Regions from separate parts of the Danio rerio genome. Here region 2 is linked to region 1. Evidence: chromatin contacts called from public Hi-C data. All regions are on one chromosome and are shown on one strand. The core of a region is the stretch at or near the end of the contact, and the rest is flanking DNA. Distances in the headings are between cores, read along the strand shown.

Region 1 (5,827 bases), core at 931-3,430:
TTTTCTAAATATCTTCTGTGTTTAACAGAGGAAAGAAGCTCATGAAACTGATAATGAAACAAGTGAAGGGTAGGTAAACGATGACAGCATGTTCAGTATTGGTTAACTATCCCTTTTATTAATAGAAGCATGAAACGTCAAATGTGAATGGAGGATCATTTTCTCAGATCTTCCACTTGATGGAGCGCTTGGGACGTTTTTAAGTCTTATTCCAACAGTTCTATCGTTAAGACACTAGATGTCGCTGTTCACAATCAAAATCATATTCACGGCTTTGCATATCTATAATGTCCACCACACGTGTCAAATAAATGTAATTTTGAACTTTGTTTTAATAAAAGAATAATGAAAGGTATTTTGTTTACAGCAGTGAATTTTTCACAACGCAATGTGAATTTTGTTCTCAAGAGCGAACAAAATGTTTACGTCATTAATATAAATATGAACACATTCATTTTCTTGTCGGCTTAGTCCCTTTATTAATCCGGGGTCGCCACAGCGGAACGAACCGTCAACTTATCCAGCACATTTTTACGCAGCAGATGCCCCTCTAGCCGCAAACCATCCATGGGAAACATCCACACACATTCAGTCACACTCATACACTACTTTTAGCTTGTATAATTCACCTGTACCGCATGTCTTTGGACTGTGGGGGAAACCGGAGCACCTGGAGGAACAACATGCTACCGCCAACTGACCCAGCAGAGGCCCGAACCAGCGACCTTCTTGCTGTGAGGCAACAGCACTACCTACTGCGCCACTGTGTTGCCATATATATCAACACAAAATATGACTTTTTCCAAACTTTTGACTGATTACACATTTAATTGCGGGTTTCACGTTTGTTTCATGAAACTGTTAAATTAAAAAATGGAAACAAATAGGATTTCACATTTAGGATGATCATTTAAACATTAAAAATGTATCTCTACATTAAATATTCAAGTGGGTAATCAGTAGCAAAGTCCCCTCACAGCAAGAACGGTCGCTGGGTCGCGCCATGGGTCAGTTGGCATTTCTGAGTAAAGTTTGCATGTTCTGCTCATGTTGGCGTGGGTTTACTCTGGGTGCTCCTGTTTCTCCCACAGTTCAAACACATGCGATATAGGGGAATTGAAGAAACTAAATTGGCCGTAGTGCATGTGTGTAAATGCACGAGTGTATGGGTTGTGAATGTTGGGTTGTGAGTGGAAGGGTATACCTGTGTAAATTAAACATATGCTAGATAAGTTGGTGGTCCATTCCTCTGTGGTGACCCCTGATTAATAAAGGGACTAAGCTGAAAAAAATTAAGGAATGATATTTAGCTTATTATTATCCGGTTTTCTCACCTGAGGCTGAACGAAACTAAACCTATTCGGTTTACCCACATCTGGGAGTTGTTGTACTTCATAGAAATAGAATGAAAGCTTATTAAGCGGATTGTAAACATTGATATAAAAAAAATAAATAAATAAAAATAAATAAATAAATTTATATATATATATATATATATATATATATATATATATATATATATATATATATATATATATATTTGAATAATATGCATTTATAATATTTATAATAAATCCTGTCACGATTTAAAAAAACAATTAAAGTATTAATACTGTGAAGTTCTTTGGGTGTAAAACTTGGTCCAGACGCCTCAAAAGGAGAAGGCGTTGTCACGTGATACCTGTTACTTTTCAAGGCGCAAATAAAGATATACCAATCATGTTTAACTGCGTTGACTGTGTGAAAATATACGTTTTAAAAATGGTAATTTTAATAAAAAAATTATAAAAACAACTTAGACAAATTATAAGTTTTTCTAAATTAAATATCAATGGTTGCAATTACTTTTAAAGTCTCACTGTTAAAATAAAACAGTGCTGAGATTTGAATGTGATTTAATGAGGATTGATGATTCTGGGCCGCAGAGCGCCCTCTGTAGGCAAATAACCATGCGTTTTCCAGGAACACCATCAAGCCGGTAACATTTGCGGTCCAATGAGAATTTACCTTTCTGTTCAGTCCACACAAGGCATTTTGGGAAATGAGTTTCAGAAATCCGCATTCTGAACGCGAGTTACGCCATTAAACCAGCGCAGCGCCACGACAGACCGCGGATGTACGCCGACTGCGCGCTGATCTGTTTCTTGTGATTATTTCCATAGAGGAGCATGAGGAACCCTGCGAGATTAAAGCTGTAGATCAAACCAGCCAGATCACACATCAGCACATCCACAAAAGAGCATGGATCGGCGGAAAAAGAAGCTCGTTGAGAGTAAGAACGCGTTTTTATGACGGCTTTTGCGTTTACATGGCTAATTCAGGACCGCAGAAGGGAAAGTTAAAAGGGCAAATCAAGGAAGAAGAGAAGCTCGGTCCATCCAAAGGTCTGCCCGTGCTCCACAAGTAAGATCACTTTTCTAAACACGTATATAATAGATCATAATATCATAACACACATCACGTGCCACGCTGGGGGTTATTTGACGTAAATGTGTGTGTTTCTGTCTCTTTAATTGCTCAGCCTCATCAAATGTTACATTGTATCTTTTCAACTTCCTTGCCGTCGGCGAAGTGATACAATGTATCATTCTGTGGGAAAAGAACTCGTTCTGAAAGCCCTGCTTCAGTGATGCTTCTGAAGTAGGAAGTGAAGTCTGACATTTGGAGTTCAGCTATCATTAATAATGAGCAGCGTTTAAAATATTCCAAACAAAAATATTACACTGTGGAGCTGTATTATTGTGTATATGAACAACATCTGTTATAGGAATAACTTCGAAAATGATCATCTTTATGAATAATAGACTCTTCATTAATTCTTCATTCAGCCTGGTTGACTTGTTGATGTTTTTTTCCATCAGTTGATGATCAAATATTATTAAAGTAGAATTTTAGTAGAATAGTTAAGTTTGTAATTGAGTTGGTTTTATATCCACACATTCTGACTTCCTCATTAATAATATAATGTCAGAAGAGTATGAGCAATTCCAGCGTTATGGATGTGACATTTGCATTAAAATCTCAAACCATAAATGAAGAGTTCAGATGCAAAAACCTCTAAACGACATCTGAAATCTCCATCAAAAATGATTTTTTTGTAGATTCCTTTGTTTATGTTGAGATATACCACTTTAAAGACAAGAAAAATGACTTATTCTTTGCCATAAAAGTGATATTACTAAACATTTACATAGGAGTCTGATAAACATGCTCATTTTAGAGGAATATTTCAGATGGTATTTTGAGGGTTTCGCATGTAAACTCTTCAAATGCACTGAGAAAGTATACAGTTAAAGTCAGAAATATTTGCCCCCCTTTCCCCCCCTATTTCTGTTTAATGAAGATTTTTTTCAACACTTTAATAAACATAATAGTTTCAATAACTCATCTATAATAACTGATTGATTTTATTTTTTCCATGATGACAGTAAATAATATTTGACTAGATATTTTTCAAGACACTGCTATGCAGCTTAAAGTGACATATAAAGGTTATTTTCTAGGTTAATTAGGTTGACTAGGCAAGTTATTGCCTGTCGGGCAGTGGTTTGTTTTGTAATCAAAAAATAAATAGCTTAAAGGGACTAATAATTTTATAATTACAAATAATTTTCACCATAAAATAGTTTTAAAAAAATTAAAAACTGCTTTTATTCTAGCCGAAATAAATCAAATAAGACTTTCTCCAGAAGAAAAAATATTATCAGACATACTGTGAAAATGTCCTTGCTCTGTTAAACATCATTTGGGTAATATATATAAAAAAAAGAATAAATAAATAAATAAAATTCTGACTTCAACTGTATGTTAAATTATATTGACACATCTGTTTATATTTTCCAAAACAGCTAACCACAGAGTTATGGAATCATCTGTAAACATTTTGTTTAGATTTTAAATGAGGGGAATAAACATGTGTTATGGATGTGACCAGTAAAGTATGTGAGTTTACAGTAGATCACATACTTTGTAGAAATTCTCTGAATTAAACTGCGCAACCCAAAACAAATAACACTAATCGAAAATATAAGAGTTGCTCACTATAGATCCAAAACGATTGATTTTATTTGATATTTTTAGCATTTATGAGGGAAAAGTATGGTTATGGATGTGACATCTCTCTGCTATGAATGTGAAAGATGTTAAATTGGCACTTGTGTGATTTTAGTAAACCAAATATAATTATTTGAAAACATTAACAGAGATATTTGAGTAACTTTAAAGCACTGTAAAATGCTTGCTTGCACAAAAAAACGCAGAAAGGGTCTCCATATTTTGGCGAAAACCTAATTTTTTTTTCATAGCAAGGTTAACATTTGCATGGAATTGCTTGTATATTCTTTGGAAATTCTGTGCAATCATATTAGCAGCTAATGACTATCAAAGTACAAAGTGTTCGCAGTTAAATTAATAGTGAAAGTGATGCTTCGAAGTCATACTTGCATCTAATTTCTGACTGAATATTCAAAATACCATGATAAACACTATAGGGAGCGTGTCACAAGTTGTCACTGAATGAATGTGCGAATATAAAACCAACTTTACCTCATTAATTTTGTAAATCAGTCTGTCTTTATCCAGCAGTCTGGATCTAGAGTGTAACAGATGTTAATGAAAGAGTGTGTGTGTGTTAATCAGATATACTTTCGTATAAAGTGTTTTAATGTTGAACTCCTAGAACTGAATACAAATCTGGAAGGTGCAAATGTAGCTTTTTATCAGTTCATGATAGGAGTTCATTGAGTAAAGGTTAAGTAGGTGTGGGTTTCCACTGTTAAAACGATGACAAATAGTCATGACGACAAAAGTTTCAATGTTGCTTTCCTCATTTCATAAGTTAATCAGGTTTCAGTGACTTTTTGTAGGTGTATACAAAGTTAACTTAGTATTTCTTGAAAGTTGAGATGACTAGAAAAGCTAATATGCTTCAACGAAAATATTTAAGGCATCAAAATTGGCTTTACAGTGAACAATGACTCATTTTCTTCTGAATCTGCTGTTGCCAGTCACATGTTTTAGTTAAATATCTTGTGCTTGTTTTGGCATTGTTGACGTACATAATGGAGCCTGTTTAGTTTCAGTAAGTTAATTCAGGCATCATCTCTGTCACTCCACAGGAATCTGTATGCATCCGTGTATATTCATGCGAGTACATGGGAACTAGTCAGACTGGTTTAGTGAGCTGGGTTATTGCGAAAGTGCAAGAACACATCTGTCATGAAACTTCCTATGTTTGACATATTGAACATGAATAACCAACAGACATTTTGCTGAATGCATGACTGATCTATATGTGATTGACCACACCTTCGGTTTCTGGTTGGTTGTACCTTTTCCTTTTAATGCATCTAAGGAATTTTAATAATGTGATAGTGAGAGTAGTACGGTTCTGTCCTCTTTCTTGTCAAAAAATGGTACAGTACAGTAATAATGCCATCGTTTTGAATTGCTTTATGGCCTATTCTTTAGTATATCTCGAAACATAGAAGTGCAGCTGAAAATTCGTCTTTACACACTGTCACAAACATTAAAATGATTAGGAAAGGAGACGCGACTGACCTCAACATGCAAATATGCTCCTCACAGCTCATAATTCCTCTAGAAGCAACAAGTAATACGTTTTTTTTTTTCAATAAATAATGAAAGAACTATATCAAATCCAATGTGATAAAATGTCTGAGTGATGCACATATATGAGTACAGTTGAAACCAAAAGTTTACATACACACTAAAAAGGAGCATAACCATTTTTTTTAAATGTCTGAAAGTAAATCATGCTAAACGTTTACTATTTTAGGTACTTTTTAGGATTACCGAAATGATTTAC
Region 2 (5,827 bases), core at 1,647-4,146, 160 kb after region 1:
TATTTATCCATAACTGTACTGAAAATAAAAATAGTAGTTTTAGTTTATAGTTACTATATACTATATAGTTACTATAGTAGCTTATAGTTACTAGTTCTATTGGATTGCAACCCCTGGGGTAATTACAGTATATTAAAGGCAGCAATAGCGTCAGATGCAGTTTGATTTTATAACATCAGGTTATACTTTCTAGCACATTTAAAGCACTGACACGAATTTAATTTGTGTGTCTGCGTCATTGCATGCAAGGTTTCTGTATTTATAACCACCTCAGAGGATATTGGGGGTCGCGAGTCACTGGCATTGTTATTTTGGGGGTCGCGGGCTGAAAAGTTTTGGAACCCCTGGAATAGAGAATAGCATATTGGAGCAGTATACAATAGAAGAGAATAGAGCAGAATGGAACTGAATAGAATGGAGCAGAATGGAGCCGTAGAATAGAAAATAGCATATTGGAGCAGAATATATTTGAGCATAATGGAACCTAATTTAATAGATCTGAATGAAACAGAGTAGTACATAATGGAGCAGAATAGAACAGAACATAATGGAACTGAATTAAAAAGAGCAGAATGGAACAGAACTAAATATAATAGAGCACCATAGAACAGAATAGAGCAGAATGCATCAGAGCTGAATAGAATATGCAATGGCATATTGGAACAGAATAGAGCATAATAGAAGAGAATTGAACACAGAGGAGTACAGAATAGAGCAGCATGAAACAAAAAATAATAGTGCATAATAGAATCAGGGTGTCTGCAGGGTCCTAAAAGGTATTACAAGTTGAACAATGAATTATGAGAAAATTAAGCCCCTTAAAAGTTTTAATCCGGATTTTACAAGGTCTTAAAGTTTGTTCAAGCATTGTTCAAAGTTTTTGACTCCAAAAAAAGCATAAATATATTTATGTTCCTCGATCCACGCGAGTGGTTCAGGCCGGGGCGCGTCTGACCAAGCTCCTTCATCAGGGAGATGTCACGTAATTTGCCACAAACGTGGGAAGGTGGTGTGATGTGCTCCACATGTAGCAAAATCATAGAGCGAAACTGACTGCAAAATGGGAAAATGTAAGTTTGCGTACTCCTAGTTGGAGAAAGACGAGTTTAAACAGTGGCTGAAGCCTGTCTCTGAAAGCAACCAGTTCATTTTTTTTAAGCTTTGTTTCTTCCGAGCTTATCTGAGTTCTGTTGCATGGTCGTGCTCCATTGATTTATTTTACCAAAACTGTTTATTAAGTTAAAGGCTTGATACTGATTAGAACTTGAAGTGGCGACAAGGCAGCGGGACAGATGAGAATAGAACAGAATAATCACCTTCTTTCCTGCATGTCTGAAGGCGAGGGCGAGTTCAGTGGTGATGGTGCTTTTCCCTACGCCACCTTTACCAGACAGAACCAGAAGCACGTGCTTCACCTGATCCAGATTTCCCTTTCCTGACACACACATATGAGGTAAACTAAACATTACTCTTCTTCATTACTTCACGTTTACATTTAGCCATTTAACAGATGCTTTTGTCCAAAGTGACTTACAATCGAAGAGGCATTCATCGATTTAACAAAAGGCAATATACACAGTGCGCGGGTTACGTTTTTAAAAGAGAGAAGAGTGTTTCTGAAATTGAGGGAAAGTTGGTTTTATTTAGATGAGAGGCACGGTAGCCCAGTGGTTAGCACTGTTGCCTCACAGCAAGAACATCACTGGTTCTAGTCCTTACCAAGCCAGCTAACATTTACATGTTCTCCCTGTGCTCACGTGGGTTTCCCCGGGGTTCCCCTGGTTTCCTCCCACCGTCCAAAATCATGCAACTTAAGTTAATTGACTAATCTAAATCGCCAACATGCTCCTAGTAGGTATTTATCTCTTAAGAGCAATCACTATCTGTTCATTAGCTACTACAGCAGGGGAGTTCTCGAGATCTACCTAAGCTCAAACTCCCCTCTCGCCAATGGGAGGGAGCACTGGCTCGAGGATCTTATGAGCTCAGGGCCCTCTCCCGGGACAGCATGCCAAACAAGCTTTATAATCAATTATCAGTTAAGTATGAACTCTTGAAATCATTATTTAGAATTTGCAGATAATACTTTTCTGAAATTATGCTTGGAGTATATATTTGGATTATTATATTTGGAGGAAGTCCAAATGTGTGACTACAAAACCAACTTTACCCCAGTGTTTCTACAGGTGGTTGTCAAGCCCACTCACCTGTGTGAAGCAGACTTCATAAATGAGACAATGTTTTTTAGAGATATGGAGTGATTGTAAGAAAGTGTCTTTAAAGTATAATTTATATATATATATATATATATATATATATATATATATATATATATATATATATATATATATACATACACTGTATTACAATATTTTAACCCTTTAATCTACACTCTAAGAAATGTTTTTGACAAATGTCTTTGGTTAAATTCATAGAATATACGGTTAAATTCATAGATAGTCTATAAGTTAATGTTTTTAACCTCTAATGTTGTACTTTAGTCACTAGTGGTACAGTGATGTAGCATTAATAATGTTGCATAGCTCCAAATGATATAATCCGGGTAAATGTCCAGCAAAACACTGTAATACAGTCTCGATGTCTTAAAATATGACAATGTGGTTTATTTACGCAACAGTTTTACTATGTTTAGTTGCATGTCAAGACACTGTGTTTGCCTTCACATGTATTTCAGTAACGTATCGCTTGTATTATTGCACTTTTACTACACCTTAAATGGGCAACTGTGAAGTGATTCGGTTGTATTACATAAAAACTTGTCCTGCTAATCGATGTGATCAGACTTACCGCTGCCATCCATGTTGTTTTACTTCCGCAAGTTAAACGTCATTTTGACGTCAGGTGTTTTGGTCCCGCCTAAAGATCAAGCTCATCCAATCGGATGCAGGAGTGAGCCGACTTATGACGCCCAAACTAACGTTTAAAGTGTTGAACGAAGGCATTTTTATTTTATTTTTATTTATCTGGTTGTTATTCTTTTATTCTACGTGTAATAATATGTACTGATGGTAGCATGTTGCATTTATCTTGTTGTCATGTTCAAATTATAGACTAAATAATATTCAAACGTAAAAAAAAGTGTTTTAGTGACACAGATTCATAAAGTAAAGAATAATAAATAGCATTAATATTATTTTCAGATGCGCTTAAACGGATTTATCCTTTTATGCTTGAACTTACTCATGAATATTCATAGTATAATACCAGCCCGCAGTGCATAATAATGCAAATACAGGTTTGTGTTGCTCAGTCGTTTGAGTTCACCGCGTCACTGATGTCTGCATGTTGGTCTGTAGGTCATATAATTTGTCGTTTTAGGTGAAGTTGACGGAAAGCCAGCCCGAGCTGATCCTTAAAGCGGCCTTTAATGAGGATGATAGACAGAATGACCTGTCCCGTCTGTCAGGTAACTACTATGGCGAACACTGTGCACATTGAAAATTAACTACGTAGAAAGACGTTTGTCCAATAAAGCAATCCGATTGGCTGAGAACGAGACAATATAGGCGGGCGCTACTCCGTCAACCAATGAGATTTTACTGTCGCAAGACGATACAGGAAGGTTACCAAGCAACGCCGAATGACCTAATTGATAGTCATGAACTACTCCTTTACCATAGTATGATTGATGGCTGGTGTTATTGGTGTGTGTAGATGTAGGTCAGCGCACTAACAGGCATCTGCTATATCACTTACAGCAGCTCCAGATGGAGACGTGTGTTTAAAGCAGAAGATACAAACTCTACGAAACCTTCTCAAGGTATGAGAGCTTTTATGTTTACATTTTGTGGGTCGCAAGTAATAAAACTTTAGCAGAAGTTGTGTTGGGTTGGACGTGTAGTGATTTCTGAAAGTGCACACGTTAAAAACTATCGTCTTAAGTTTTTTAGGTGAATAAAATGAACTTTTCTAGTCATCTCAACCTACATTAATCAAACTGACTCAATATATCAAGTTAAACTTTGTATAACTTACATTTTTGTTGTTGTTGAAACCTGATTAACTTATTAAAACAATTTAAAGCAACATAAACAATATATAAACAGGCTATTAACTTATTAAAACAAATTAAAACAACATAAAAATATATATATATATATAGGTTATTAACTTATTAAAACAGGTTAAAGCAACATAAATATATATATATATATATATATATATATATATATATATATATATATATATATATATATATATATATATATATAGGTCAACAACTTATTTAAAATAGATTAAAGCAGCAAAAAATGTATAAATAGGTTATCAACTTATTAAAACAGGTTAAAACAACATAAAAATATATAAATAGGTTATTACTTATTAAAAGTAGATTAAAGCATATATATATATATATATATATATATATATATATATATATATATATATATATATATGTATATATGTATGTATGTGTGTGTGTGTGTGTGTGTGTGTGTGTGTATGTATGTATATGTATATATATATATATATATATATATATATATATATATATATATAAACAAGTTACAATTTTATTTATATTACAGTAAAATACAATATTACAATTGCTATATTGTCTTGACTGTCGTTGCATGTTATTACAGTGCAGGATGATGATGATAATAATAATACATATTATTAAATGTCATAACTCTAACCTAACTACTGATATATTTGATCTAGTGTAATTAATATTGTAATTAATAGAGTTAGAATTGATAGTATATTTTATCTATGTAGAAAGTTGTGGAAAAATTGTATCTGTGTAATTGTATGTAATTAATATTTGATAAAGTTTGTGACTCTTGGTGCCGACAGGAAAAACTCTAGTGATTATGGTAGGAAGTTGTAAAGTATATAAACCCGTGCAATATAATGACTATAATCAATAATAATATCAATAAATATTTATAAAGGTAATAACTCTTACTTAACTACTGATATATTCAATCAATTATGATTAGTGAAGGTTTGTAATACTGTTAGTGTGATGATGAGTGTATTTTGTATTATTGTAATTAGTAGAGTTAGTATTAATAGTATATTTTATCTCCAAATGAGGTTTGGGGGATATATTTCATCAGTGTGTTTATATGTAATTAATATTTGAGAAAGTGTGTGACTTTTGGTGCTGACAGGAAATACTCTGGTGATTATGGTGGGAAGTTGTAAATTATATAAACCCATTTTCGTGTGCAATATGATGACTATTATAATTAATAAAAATATCAATAAAAATTAATATACATAACAACGGAAACTTAACTACTGATATATTTAATTGATTATGATTGAAGATTTGTAATAATGTTAGTGTGATGATATGTATATTTTGTTTTGAGTTAGTATTGGTAATATTTTTTATCTATATACGAGGTTGTGGAATATATTTTATCTGTGTATTTATATGTAATTAATATTTAAGAATGTGTGTCTGATGAAAGGACATACTCTGGTAATTATTTTAGGAAGTATATAAACCCATTTTATGTGCAATATGATGACTATAATAATTAATAATAACATCAATAAATATTAATAAACCTAATAATGCTAACTTAACTATTTATATATGTAATAATTTAAGTTTTTGAATATTGTTTGTATTATAATACATATATTTTGTGTTGTTAGTTTGTATTGGTTGTTATTTTATTATTATTCATGTCTGAGGTTTGGAGAATATATTTTATCAGCGCATTTATTTATATTATGCATATGTATTATCAACTTTTATCATAATATACTATGCATATGTATTATTAACTGATCTTGATATATTTATATATATCCTACAAGTTAAAAGTCAAAATCCATTGTCAAG

The links. A called contact is a pair of places that touch in the nucleus more often than the background predicts.
Region 2: a contact with region 1 is called in a Hi-C map of hematopoietic stem cells, with 2.1 times the contacts expected there. The contact joins the promoter of nubp2 here to the promoter of capn15 in region 1. A contact is called at or near these places in 2 of 18 Hi-C or Micro-C datasets (hematopoietic stem cells and an unstated tissue).

What each region holds. Positions count from the first base shown.
Region 1 is chr24:42,723,852-42,729,678 of GRCz12tu, forward strand. It overlaps capn15 (calpain 15), which reads left to right and starts at 2,181. Exons shown (of 12, transcript XM_002663847.8): 1 at 2,181-2,403. The coding sequence starts at 2,309.
Region 2 is chr24:42,881,696-42,887,522 of GRCz12tu, forward strand. nubp2 (nucleotide binding protein 2 (MinD homolog, E. coli)) reads right to left here and starts at 2,897. Exons shown (of 6, transcript NM_001312901.1): 1 at 2,809-2,897. The coding sequence starts at 2,817. spsb3b (splA/ryanodine receptor domain and SOCS box containing 3b) reads left to right here and starts at 3,635. Exons shown (of 7, transcript XM_073941175.1): 1 at 3,635-3,781.